Linked DNA regions of Gasterosteus aculeatus: region 1 is linked to region 2. Evidence: chromatin contacts called from public Hi-C data. All regions are on one chromosome and are shown on one strand. Each heading gives the region's core, a stretch centred on a gene start, on an enhancer-like site or on the middle of the called end of the contact. The rest is flanking DNA. Distances are from core to core; before and after follow the strand shown. Region 1 holds the start of scn8aa (sodium channel, voltage gated, type VIII, alpha subunit a). Region 2 overlaps scn8aa (sodium channel, voltage gated, type VIII, alpha subunit a).

Region 1 (7,426 bases), core at 4,258-6,757, 35 kb after region 2:
GCAGATGGAGAGACAGACACTGTGTACGTGAATGCACGCACACACACAATATCTAAATAAATCCTTTGCGCTAATGATGAAGGTTTTTCAGATAGGACGATATATATTTGAATGTACACTGTGTGGGGACACTGAGGTATACAACAGCCGCATTAAAAAGAATATGCAATTAGAGGAGAACGTTTTGAAAATAAATGCCAAATTTTGTTACATAATTCTTTGTAAAAAATAAAGCCCAAATGATGTTAGCATGGGAGAAGATTTTTGCTTTGTTGCTTTATAAAGTCCAGTTTATAAAAACACCATTAAATTGAGCTCAGCTGATATAAATAGTCAGTCTTGGCTGACAGGTGATGGACACATGATGAGGACATTCATGGACTCTCAAGGTCATTCAGCTGTCCTCACACCGAGCGTCAGTAAGGACAGAAACCCCACAGACGTGTCTCATCGAAGACAACCCCCAGTCCTCTCAGCCTCCTGCTGCTTTTCTATCCTTCAAGGAATTCATTTCTGAGCAATTAGCAAAGTCCGTCATGTGGAACTACGGCCTTTCAACGGTTACTGCTTCTGACCTTTTCTGACAACAGCTCGAGAGCTCGACGACTCTGACTCCCCAAAGGTCTTCAAGTAGGAAAACATAATTACAGTGTGCAACCTAATCATGGCTGTACTGTAACAACTGTAAACAGCGCACGCACGCAAGCCGCCCGCCACGAACCAAACAACGGCTTGTCTGCATGACGAGGCCACTCAATCTACTGAACATCGGGTGGGAAATAGTGTTTGTATGCGACTGATATAGTGACATTCCTGTCGATCTGCAGAAGCATCGAAATGGGTGTGTATGCTGTTCAATTAGGGAAAAGGGTTACCAGGACACTATGTTCTGGTTGAAGTCCCATTCATATGACAACCACAGTCCTTGTTGGGCCATCTTTCAAAATGCCACACAAGCTAATGAGTAACTATGGCTAATGCATATTCATATATATCAACACACACACATCCTGCACTGACACGCTCCCCGCATCGGACCTGGGGGGCATGGCCCCCACCCAGTATAACTCTCTCCTCCAGAACCTCAGATATTCTCCATCAATCACCACTTTCAAAACAGCACTTAAAACAAATTTATTTAAATGGGCTTTCAATCTGTGATGCCAGTTAACAGAAACAGTTTTAGTTTTGTTTCCTACAGTGATGTCATTTCTCTTGTTTATATTGCATTGCTTTAAATGTTGGTTTTTAGAAGCTTAAAACGGGCTTTACAAATCAAATATATTACCATTATTATTATTATTATTATTGCTTAAGAAACAGAAATGACCAAATCTCAAAAACTACACCTCAACTTTAAACAAAATTAAGAGAGGCACAAAAAGCCGGTTTTTATGTAATTCATACTCTTTGAACATACATACAGTTGTAATTTAGTAGTCTGGACACCTGAGTGAGAGGGACAAATAGCATTCGTAAATGGAACTGGGTGTCTATGGAAATTAAAACAAATTTTAAAAAAAACACATGAGAAGTAAATTAAAAAAAGAATTCAGTGTGCAAAAGAGGCCAAATATCATTTTATTCCTACCAGAAAGTACTGAGGTTTGACACCCATTCCTTGTCAGAAACACTCTTAGGTTTAAAGAACTCGAGTGTGTGTCCATGTGTGTGTGTGTGTGTGTGTGTCCATGTGTACAGACTCACTTTCTGGGTCTTCAGGTAGAATGGGTCCAGATCCTCCAGTGGTACCGCCACCAGTCCCTTAGGGATGTCCCCGTAGATGTAGGGCAGGCTCTTGCCGGCCTCCAGGTCGCGGTTGGGCTTGGGCTTGTTCTCGTCGTCATCGTCGCGGTAGCTGCTGTCCTGCTTGGCTGGCTTCTTGTTCTTCTCCTCATTGATGCGCAGCTCAATAGTCACCAACGATTCCAAAGTAAACTTCTTGAAGCTATCAGGTCCTGGCGGTGCGATAAGGGGTGCGGCCATGTTTTCATCCTGCAGCCACCTGGTCTTTAGGTTCGTACCATCCACAGGAGCAGCTCTGCAGGAGGCGCAAACAAGAGGAACGGTTGATCAAAAGTTTGCATTGTAATCTAACGGTAGCTAGAGCCGTATTTCTAGACTTTTTCTTTGAGCACAAGTGAACTAATATATAAGGGAAGGTCACAAACACGTCTACAGCTTTTCAGCAAGTTGTGATGTTCCAAATGCAATATGTTTCACCCCGCTTGTTTGTGAATAAAAAAAAGAATGAGAGCAATAAGCTCAAGCACAACAAAAAGGGGCTTCCTGAATGTTAGTCTTACCAAATAATCCCATTTATTAAATTGCTTGGCTTTCCTTCATCCAAATGAATGTTGATGAGAAAACACAAACGAGAAATAGCAACAAGATGCTACAACTGGGAGACATCCTGATGTGGTAGTTGAGAAGACCAGCACGGTGTTTTTCCACAAGGTTACATTTGTCAATCCACAAGAAGTGCTCAGCAGCCAATGAGTGGAATGTTTACTTCAATCCGTCTCCAGCATCCTCCACATATGGACAAGTATCCATAAAGTCTTGCTCACTCTTTAAAACAGGTACCAAAAGCTAAAAGCTGCGGTAGTTGTAATAAAGCAGAATGATTCTAAGGATATTGCGCTCCCACATCCTACATTCTCTCCCTTTGCATTTACCTCAGTGGGGTGAACATGAACAGAGAAAAACCAGAACGATGCAGCATCTTATACGTGAAATGAAATATCTGACTACTATCTTAAGGTTTCTCAGTGACTTGGACAATTAAATAGATTAATTTGATTTAATATTATTCTGGTGTCCTGGGTTTTAGGGCTTATATAAAATGTATAATATACTGTATATTGTCAAGTTCCTTGTTGGTATATTTTCTTCTTTGTCAGATATTTTTGTTTCAATGTGAATCTTACAGGGACTAAAATGTATTCACTGAGACATTCGCCAGTTATTTCATGTTCCATGTAATGTTGAAACACATTTTTGACCAATTGCAAACAGAGTGCAAACAGAACGTATGTATAACTGAGCGGAGTCTTTATCCAGCACACTTGTGAAAGGGTATGATGGTTACATTTCAAGGTCAATATAATGTGAGTTACGTGCTGGAGGAGAGACGAGGCAGACGAGAGGAGTTCAGTCAGAACCCAGCCACACCTAAACTTAAGTCATTGACTATTTCAAAGATGGCTGCGGTTTAATTGTGGTGTGATATTCCACATTATATCACACCCTGCACCCTTCCCCTCATCATCACACACAAACCTTGGGCTGTTCGGGGATGCAGCCTAAATAAGGAGAACACTACATCCTGTCCCTTTTATACTCCCCTTTTGCATAACTAAACATGCACGACATGTAGAGCAGATATCACACAGCAAAGGGCGAGGAAAAATACACGAAAACACGGAGCCGTGCAGCCAAGACTTCTGTTTTAAAATGGACCCCGGAACCTCGCAGTCTCTGCGCCTTCTGTTGCTCTGCAGGCGCTGTCCACTTCAGCACCGCACGAGCTTGCACACACGCACAGACACACGCAGGGAGACACACACACACACACACACACACACACACACACACACACACACACACACACATATATATATATACATATGCATATGCTCGAATGTACATGCAGGCTGGATAGAAGAAAAAAAGAGAAAAAAATCCGAACCACTCCGACTGGAAAACCCGTTTTGCTGGAATCCTTCTCGCCGAGCTCCCCCTCGACGCCTGCAGGTTCTCCTTCAGCCCCCCCCCCTTCAGTGAGGCATGGAGACAACACTGGTCTTGGTGTGTGTGTGTGTGTGTGTGTGTGTGTGTGTGTGTGTGTGTGTGTGTGTGTGTGTGTGTGTGTGTGTGTGTGTGTGTGTGTGTGTGTGTGTGTGTGTGTCTCAGTCTTCACGGTTGCACATTGCTCACATTCAGGGTTGGACGCTCAATCTTTTGAGCCGACGGGAACATTTTTTAAGCATCTTCTTCTGTTCTCAGACACACAGTGAGAAATACCTGTTTACTGACCTGCTGGTTAGGACGGAGCGCCGTGGACACCATTACGCGCCATTGTGTCCTGATTCATTTAACCGAATAGAAAAGTGCATCTCGGCCACCGAGAGAAGCGGGAGGTTATAATGCGCCAAGAAGTGGCCCGCAACCGCAAAAGTGGGCAAAGCAGTATTGCTGCAGTGGTATGTGGCAATTGTCACGCCGTAATTTACGCAACCGCAGGTTTGTCGAAGTCACACGTTTTATGTGAATTTATCAATAAAAAAACTGTTCAATCGTGTAATTAGGCAGAAAAAAAGAAAAATATTTGTTTTCCTCCAAAGGTATTCGGTGCGTGTTTTTGCGCGTCGAAGGATCTGCACCACACCCGCAAAGCTACGTCGACCGTCCAATGGATACAGGCTCTATATCTGTGCACAAGACTTGCCAGAGCAGGGGACAAAACACCGGCATAGACACACACACACCGTCTTAAAAAAAATAATTAGGACGATTGGAACCAAGTTACGATGCTGCCGCGCCAACGAAAATCACCTGGAGGGACGTGGAGGAGGATCAGACTACTCACATAGCATCCACGCCTTACGCTGTGCCAACACCACCATCCTGTAATCCAGCGGGCACACTATGCGAAACCAAAAAGACATGTGCAGAAGAAGAAAATCTTTAGTTGTATGTGTTTGGGGGTCGGGATGGGGGTCTGGATGGGGGGTGTCAGGCGCCCTACCTGAAGCCTAACGAGGCATCCTCTCTCCCCGATGTCGAAACAATGCCTCTTCGCCAAAAAAAAAAAGAGTTATTCCGGTGAATTCCTCGCGATCGACATCATGCACACATCGTGTTCTGGTCCAGCCGATAGATGCTCAGCAAGTGCAGACACCCTCCCCACCCCCCACCCCCACCACACACACACACACACACACACACACACACACACACACACACACACACACACACACACACACACAAAAGAAGAGGAAGATGCGGGGCAGTGTGCAGCTCTGCGACATTTACGCAAAGACAGCGAAGAATTGTACCGTCGCCTCAAAACAAACGGGCCGTTTTCTCAAACGATGGCGAACGACACTCACCTCGTAGTGTTTACAGCAGATCAGGAAAGACGATGCGGGAGGTGCAGATGTGGAAAAGCTTGCGGGGAAACTGCGGTTGTCGCCATATTGTTGCCGCTATCTCCCCCTCTCAGCAGAACGTTGAGGGAGTGTCGGCAAGCGCGCTTCGCGAAAAACGTGAAAGGTGATTTATGGGCCCGCGGCACGGAGGCGCTCGGTGTGGTTCGCTAAATGCATCTCTGTGGACTCGTGCTGGAAGGGTTCACATCTCTCTCACCTCTCATTCCGATCCGCACTAAAATCATATCACACACTGCACAAGTGTGATGAAACGTCTACTCTGTCTGATGCGTTTGTAACAATGTTAAGTATAAGTGGGTTAGGATCTATTCAATGTGATTCCGACACAAGCATCTCTCTCCCTCTCTCTCTCTCTCTCTCTCTAAGTAATGCCGACTGTTTTCCTGCACATCAGACATGCTGCGCTACCATCACTCACTGCTCTCTTTCACATAACCAATTAAGCTGTCAATCTACCTACCTGCCACCTGTCGTGTGTGTGCGGGTGTGTGAGTGTGTGTGTCTAAATTAACTGAATTAAAATGAACTGAGAAGCATTTGATTAATTCGTACATTATCCTGTTGCGATATAACCTAAGGCACCATAAAATAATTATTTTACTGAATCTAAATTAAGCTCATGAAAAAATACGAAAATTCAAATAGATAGTAATATCATCATTTTGTATAATATATACTTTGTTTTTAACGATTCTTTACAGAGTTCATTTTACAATTGATCCACCTGCCCGTGACGTCATTAGCCAGAATATACAGTAACTTACGTTAAACTAAATGGAGTTTAAGGCGCTTCTGCTGTTTGTGATTACTTTGTGTTTCAATGCACTGACCTCGCCACAGGAAAGTGAGTACAACACCCGGCGTAGGAGGGGAATACACTCTGTGTCTTTTTAAAATAACGTTTTTTACCTTAATTGATATCCGGTACGTGTTACGGAGTAGCCAACGGCTAGCTGGCTAGCGTATTACATAAATAACATGCTGCCATGGTTACTGTCCGGGTGCTCAAGCTAATGCTAACTTAGTTAGCGCCCATCAGAGTTAGCTAGCTAGCTAGCGTGGCTTAATATAATTGTGAATGTGGGGTGATTGGGTCCTTTTACTGACTTCACGACTGTACCTGTGTTCAAGTTACGCTACAAGATAGCATGTAAAACGTTAAAAAGTCGAAGTTAAATAAAAATAAGCTAATGTTACAGCTCCTAGGAGCGTGTACGGGCTTCGATGTTGCCATAGTTGCATCATCAATCTTGGGGTCTCTGGTTTGAGACACCTTTACTAGAAGTTTATCACATCCTCACAAGTTATAAAATAAACTAAATGTTTTTCTTCTTGTTGTGGACTTATTTTGTCTCTATTGACTTATGGGATAATTGTGTCAGAACTTATTTAGAGTCATTTATGTGAGGAGGGTCACACACCTTAACTGCAGCTACAACCACAGCAGTGTACCCAACTGAGTAAACAATGGGATCAAATTTCAAATATTACATGGGCATTTGTTTTTGTTTTTAATTCTATTTGTGAGGCTGTGGGCAGCGACCCCTAGTCGCACCCCCTGGTTTGTCCCGTATAGTGGGGGGCCGGGAGGCTCCCGAGGGGGCTTGGCCTTGGCAGGTCAGCATCCAGATCCAGTCAATGCACCACTGCGGCGGGACGATTGTCAGCAGCCTCAGCGTGCTAACTGCAACACACTGCTTCCACAAATTCCTGTGAGTACACACTACTCCCACCGACCTTGATGTAACCAGGCGTCCATACGAGCAGGCGTCTGCTAGGATTGATGTCCTATGTTGTCCTATGTCCTATGATGTTTGCCATTTTCTCGTTCCCTCAATATTTGTGTCAGAGAAGTATGCTCATCAAGATGTTAAGGATATACTGGTAAATACTAGTGTTTTTTCCTCTCCTTTTCCACCACAAAGGAACAAGGACAGAGGTACAGTACGTACACTTCATATGTACATTAAAAGGATTCCAGTTTACGGTTACTAATGACACCAAGCCTTGTTTGTGATTGAAGATTGAACATGTACAGCAGGTTTAGTTTGTACAGGAGAAGGCAGTCTGAGTCCTAAACATTCAAATGTATTGTGTTTTGTGTCCAGAGGCATCAGCACAAGCCATTTCCGTGTGGTGGCAGGACTCCGTGCGCTATCTGCTCCAGGAGATCAAACCCAGATCCGCTCCATCAGTAAGGTCAAAATGCACAAGGACTACAATGACGTCACGTCCGACAACGATGTGACACT
Region 2 (6,619 bases), core at 2,540-5,039:
CGACTCAACATCCCTGATAACACAGTTTGGACAGTTTTGTTTATTTTATTTTTTCCTTTTTTCAGTGTGAAATTGACATCCAAATTTGCAGAAAAAGCAGAAAAAAGGCACATGCCATTTAGTGGAACACCAGAAACAAACCATTCAACAAAAGAAATGTGAGAATGAGAAGCAGTTACATGGTTAAATGCATGTTGAGCTGTAATGGCACTGATGTGTGGGTATGGGAAAAAGTCCACAGGGTTTGGGAGCATCTCAGGGAAAGGTTCACTGGTAAAGTTGGTAGGCAGTGATCAGTCACCCGTGTGTGTGTGTGTGTGTGTGTGTGTGTGTGTGAGACTGTAGGCGTGTCCTGTATACTCAGTGAGGGTGAGAGATATGACAGTAAGTGAGAAATGTGCTGGTAACATTATCCTTTCATCATGGTCAGGCTACAATCCATGGCAAGCAGTTCCAGTAACATCGCACATGAGCTATTTCCCCAACATAGAAGGGTGCTGGAAACAACCAGTTTAGACATCCACTGAACGTGTTGCACACAAATCAAATGTGAAAAACAGTGTTCTTCTGTTTCATGTATATACATATAGACATATATGCATACATGTTTATATCTTTTGTATTATATTATATCTATATTTCATTCAATCTCCGTCAACAAAGTGAAAAGTGTCTCAAAAAATCCAAAAGGTAACAAATGTGACAAAGGGCATAGCTGGAGGCCATTCTATATTATTATTCTTTTTTTTGATTATAGAAGTAACAATTTTAAAATTCCTTATTTACAAAAAAACACAACAAAGCATGCCGATAAAATAAAAGAATATAATACAATATTTATAGTTTCTCTCAAAAGGTTTCCTCTTTTTCAGCGATTGTGCCATTTACATCATAGCCTGCACTGTACATATATATTGTTTTTGTATTTTCTTTTTTGACTTTTTTTTTTCTTTTCTTTTTTTTCTTTTCAAGTGTATGTGTCATTCTAAAACATTACATCCAAGATGAACATGGATAAATTGGATGAAACTACCCACTCCTTCTGTGGTTCTCATTGGGAATGCATTTGGTTTCAGTGTGCAGCAGCCAAACTAATTTGGAGACCTCATATTGTAAACAGACCTCAGTTATTGTTACAGACAGGGGCTTCTGGTACAGGCAGTGTTTAACACACCAAATGGCATTATTGGTGTGACGAAGGATGCCAGATTTATGTCCAGTCTTTCACTTATAAATAGGACCATCACTCCTGTGTAAAAAATAAATGGCAGAAACACTTAAGGAGGCAGTTGTGTCTCGTCTACCACTTGACCTCAAGCCTCAGTTTTTTTTAATGAAAAACACCAACAAAGCTTTTTACACGACATAGCTGCGTCGATGTGAGGCCTGCTGATGGATAATCTTGGCAAGTCTTTGCATTTCTACGTCCATTTCCGGCTAATTGTTTGTAGTTGAAAGCCTGCAAGTATTTGAAAAGATGTTCGAGTCTGGGTCCGACACCACACAGTTTAAGAGGTCCCACAAAAGCACAATGATACACTGACAAACATGGGACTTTTACCACTCCTACTCAGATCAAAGCAATGTTCTCTTCTTCTAGTCTTCCTTTTGTATTTTGTTGCCATGGCGGTCAGTCAACAACCCTGAAGGCAGGGCCTCTACTTATCTATCGGTCCACGTTTGAGTCATTTATCATCCATCCACCTCGCAGAGATATCAGAAAAAATCTGTTCGATTCTACAGTCCAAATCACAAGCCCTTCATAGCCATCCACCTTCCATTCATGGCAGGCATGACAAGGTATGTCCGTGTGGGAATTCTCTGCTAACTGCTGTTCAGATGGTCAGTGTAGCTCTCACGAATCCTTTTCTGAGGATGATTGCATCACAAGGACATCAGTGAAAGACTTCAAGGCATTTTTTTCTGAAGCTGGCAAATTGTCCAAAAAGCCCTGCCTTGAACATCATTCACTTTGTTCTGATAAGACAAACTTAAAATTAATGAATCTAAATACAGTTTCATTTTTTTGTCATTAGCCCAAAACAAATCAACAAGTATCAAAACATTTATATATTTCCGTTACTTCCTGGAACTACAGCAGTGGAGGGACTGCCTGTGGACCCTTGAGCACACAAGACGTTCACTGGGGCCAGTTATGGATTCCTTAGTGTGAAACATCCCCCGCTCTCATTGACAAAACAGGGACCAAAGATAAGTAAGGATGTAAGTAAACAAAGAGATATGACCCCAAGATTTAGATGAGGACGACTGCCACGAGCATCCAAATCTGTGCATCCTCATTGTGAGGATATTTTGCCGATAAGAGCAGCAAAAAAAACTTTTCTAATTTGTGTTGTTGGCCGATCCAACTAATTTGCCGGATGCCGGAGTGAAGGGCTAATTCAAAAGAGCTGTCAATTGAAAAGCAAAACTAGAGAAAGGCTCGATCATATGACTCTCCCGATATTTTACTAATCATTATCCAGAATCTACATCTTTAATCATACTTAATTCAACCCACTACAGAGGTCTGATAATTTGTGTCTTGTGGGACTCATGCATGATTTCTGATCAAAACATGCATTAATCCAAGTAATTTCTATGCATCGAACACGAATACAATAAATTATTATTTCTCTGGAACTCGACCTGAGTCTCCCTCCGCCCAGTCAAAACAATGACTAATTGCCACTACCCAGTTAGTGTGAAAGCCCCTGCAAGAATGTGTATCTTACAATGTCAGTACAGTATAACAAAGAGGATATGAAAAGACTAGTGACATGGGCTAAATGTTATCTTTTTTTGCAGCACAAATAATATAAAGATGCAAGTATACTCGGCACAAACAAACAAAACAAAAATAATAATTCTTCAACATTTCTGGGTTTCCCCTTCATTCCTATGGTGTTCTTAGCGAACACTTGCTTGGATAATTATTGTTTTCTCAATCAAAACGGAAATCTGTGCTGCAGACCCTCCTTTAGACTGCTGATACAGTTCTAGTGGCATCTGTATGATCCGGTCCCGTTGCATTGGAGCTGTGCTGCGGGGGTCCACACTCGGTGGTGGCAGGGATTTTGCAATTCTTCGATGATCTAGCAGAGATTGGCAGTTGGTCCCGGTGTTGTGTGTCATTGGCCAGCACACTGTGAGTCATTTTGTGAGTCATCTGCTCTTCATTCAGAGCAAAGTTCTGCGGTAAACTGATTGGGTTTGGGTCAAACTGTCTTTTACGACATTAGGAACCACATTGCCTCCGAAGTATTGAGTCTGTAAACATTAATTTTTTTGTATGTTTTTTCTTTTTTTTCTTACTTGAAGATGATCACTTTTTCTACATTTGTCGGGTTTGGGCCAGAGTCTCTTCTTCCTCTGTCTTATTGGATTTTGAGAGTCACTGAACCCTAACACTTGGATTCCCACTCATCTTTTTGGTTTTTGTCCTTCTCTTTCCTGGCCCAGTCGTCCTTTTTTTCGTCCTGCTTTTCCTTGTCAGGTTTGGTCACGCTGTCGTAGGAGGGGAGAGAGGCTGTAGATGGTGTGCTCTCCTTCTTCTCTTGGTTGGTGCCGCCATTCTCAAACCTGTTGGTACTAAAAATGTGCCGCTTAAAGATAATGCCGCGCCGGATGAGGTGGATGCGGAAGGCATTCTGAATAGTTCTGGCGGAGACATCCTCCTGTTTGCGGCGAAGCGTGGTAGTGATGGGTTCGTACGACACCTTGGAGGGGTTGGCTGCCACAAAACGCTCCTCCATCTGTTGTCTCAGCATGTCCAACTCACCGCTGTCACCCAGCACTCGCTTTGTGAAGGCAAACAGGATGTCCAGGCAGTGAATACGATCGCCGCTCACCATGGGAAGGTCCATGGCAATTAGCTCTATAGTGTTGGGTTTTGGCACACGAAGTGGGTGCTCCAGTGTGTCTGCAAAGTCAGACAGCTTAGCAAAAGTGATGAACTGAGAGGCAGTGGGGTCAAACTTTTCCCAGATCTCGTAGAAGGTCTCAAAGTCGTCCTCACTGAGTGGATCAGCACTTTCCTCTGTGGCAACGCTGAAGTTCTCCAGGATGATGGCAATGTACATGTTGACCACAATCAGGAAAGAAATGATGATGTACATGACAAAAAAGAAGATCCCCACCGAGGGGTTACCACAGTCTCCCTTCACGTTTGTACCAGGGTTCTCCAAAGTGGGATCGCAGTCTGGTGGGTAGTTGAGGATCGGCAGCAGCAAGCCGTCCCAACCAGCTGACGTGGTGATCATAAACAGGATGATCATGCTGTTGCCAAAGGTCTCAAAGTTGTACAAGTCGTCAATTCCCGCTCCGTGTTTTACGTAGCCAAAGTTAGACATGCCAAAGATGGAGAAGATGAACATGACCAGGAAGAGCAAAAGGCCAATGTTAAACAGGGCTGGCAGTGACATCATCAGAGCAAAAAGTAAAGTTCGGATGCCCTTAGCTCCTTTGATTAGACGGAGAATACGGCCTATACGAGCCAACCGGATCACCCTGAAGAGGGTTGGTGAGACAAAGTACTTCTCAATTATATCAGCCAGGAACATACCTGAGAGAAAAGAAAATTAATGCAAGAGAGGAGGACAATATCATCAGAAAACAACAGGCGCATTATTTGTTAGTTCCTTTCTTATTGCTTCTCATCATCCACCTCCCTCACTTACCGACAATAGACAGAATGACCACCACCACGTCAAAGATATTCCAGCCATTGGTGAAGTAGTAGTGGCGAAGGGCAAAAAGTTTTAGCAAGAACTCTGTGGTGAATACTACAATAAAGATGAAATTGACCCAGTAGAGGACGTTCTCCGTTTCCTCTGACTGATCGTCAGTTTCAACCATCATGGTAACCATGTTGAGGCAAATAAGAATCATGATGGAGATGTCAAAGACCTGCTGTGTAACAAAGTCAAACACCATGCCCTGGACCGGGTTCTAAGAAGAAAGAGGACACAACGAGGGATACAGTTGAGTTTTTGAGACATTTCAACAAAAAGCATCATATTTTGAACAATCTGAACACAAATAATCCAAAGAAAAGAAACCTGTGGTCGGGGAATAGGTTTTTGTGGCTTTTTGGAACCCAGTTTTTTCATGGCATTGTAGTACTTTTTCTGTTCCTCTGTCATGAATATATCCTGACCTCCAAAGTAAAGGGATAGGCAAGATATGGTTATAATCACAGCAAGCAATGCAGAAAAATGTTAAGGAGACAGAACGCGTCTTATCTTTTTCTTCTGCTGGTTGAAGTTGTCAATGATCACACCAATGAAGAGGTTGAGGGTGAAGAAGGACCCAAAGATGATAAAAACCACAAAGTAGATGTACATGTAGATGTTGACCTCATAGTCAGGCTGGTCTTCCACCTAAGAAGAAGGTACAAGTTGATGGGATTTATTCAACCCAATTAAAAAAAACAATTAGGGAAACATAGGGAAATAAGCTTATTTACTTTCTTTAACGAAAAGATCACTATGATTCTCATCTCCATCTGAAGCTTTCAAACAGCAGCTCCTCCTAAGTTCATGTATTAACATCTATTTACTTATTCTGTAAAAAAAGTCAAAGGTCCTGGTAGTAGTCTCTTTAGCCTCTATGCTAACTTAGGTTAATATATATTTCAGCAAGAGAGTAAATAAATGTATTTCCCAGAATGTCCCAAATTCCATTGAGACTTGTTTGTTAAAAGTCTGAGGTACAGTAAGAGAAATGAGGACTACAATATATTTTTTAATGAATATACCTCTCTGGAATCCACAGCCGCGTACATAATGTCCATCCAACCTTTGAATGTAGCCTTTCAAGAGAGAGACATTACTAAATAAAATTGTAAAAACACATAATTGTACATTTTGAATCAAAGAAACTCAAACCGAAACTGATGCATACAGCTTGTGCATGACAAACACGTATATGAAAAGGCGTGGAGAAACACCGATCAACAGCCTGAGAGTGCTTTGAAAGCAAATGGAGTTTGAAGCAATAACAGATCTCCGGGTGAAGCACAAAAAGAAACGAAAAAAACTGAAAGGTCCATTGCAAAATAAGAAAAGAAACCATGTTAGCATGAAAAAAGAATTGGAGTAAGAAAGATAGAAGAGGAGGAGTGACACTCTCACCACTTGAAGCAGCGCCAGGTAGCCGGCTCCCACATTGTCAAAGTTGATCTTGACGTTCTTCCACCTGACCTCAGTATAGTTTTGAAGCATGAGGGCCTCACACTGGGTCTTGTTGTTGACCACGTCGACAGGAAAGTATTCCTCTGACGTCTGATTGAAACAGTAGTAGTACTTGCCCGCAAACAAGTTGACCCCCATGATACTGAAAATCAGCCAAAAGATGAGGCAAACCAGCAACACATTCATAATGGAAGGGATGGCACCCACCAAGGCGTTGACTACCACCTAGACCAGACCAGGGAAGACAGGATATGACATGAAAACCAGGAAACAAACACAGCTCTTTCAACCCCGCCGCTAAGACACTACATACTGTTATGGCGTCACACTGAGTACTTTAAATAATTGTTTAAACTTTTGTTGCAGCAGCAGTTGAATCCTATTGTGGTTTAATGTAGTCAAAAATAAGCAGTGCACACTAGTGT

The links. A called contact is a pair of places that touch in the nucleus more often than the background predicts.
Region 1: a Hi-C map of skeletal muscle shows a contact between it and region 2, with 2.1 times the contacts expected there. The contact joins the promoter of scn8aa here to the enhancer-like site in region 2. A contact is called at or near these places in 3 of 6 Hi-C or Micro-C datasets (skeletal muscle and whole body).

What each region holds. Positions count from the first base shown.
Region 1 is chr2:11,395,229-11,402,654 of fGasAcu3.hap1.1, forward strand. It overlaps scn8aa (sodium channel, voltage gated, type VIII, alpha subunit a), which reads right to left and starts at 5,508. Exons shown (of 27, transcript XM_078092451.1): 1 at 5,115-5,508; 2 at 1,708-2,041. The coding sequence starts at 1,986. LOC120829120 (transmembrane protease serine 11D) reads left to right here and starts at 5,781. Exons shown (of 5, transcript XM_040192961.2): 1 at 5,781-6,018; 2 at 6,703-6,886; 3 at 7,283-7,426. The coding sequence starts at 5,949.
Region 2 is chr2:11,361,657-11,368,275 of fGasAcu3.hap1.1, forward strand. scn8aa (sodium channel, voltage gated, type VIII, alpha subunit a) reads right to left here. Exons shown (of 27, transcript XM_078092451.1): 22 at 6,135-6,419; 23 at 5,759-5,812; 24 at 5,244-5,381; 25 at 5,061-5,165; 26 at 4,680-4,950; 27 at 1-4,564. The coding sequence ends at 3,405. Among protein-coding and RNA genes, the nearest start is that of fignl2, 34 kb to the left of the region's middle. Within about 2 kb of position 3,790, at least 1 of the 9 cell types and tissues checked has open chromatin away from gene starts, as enhancers often do.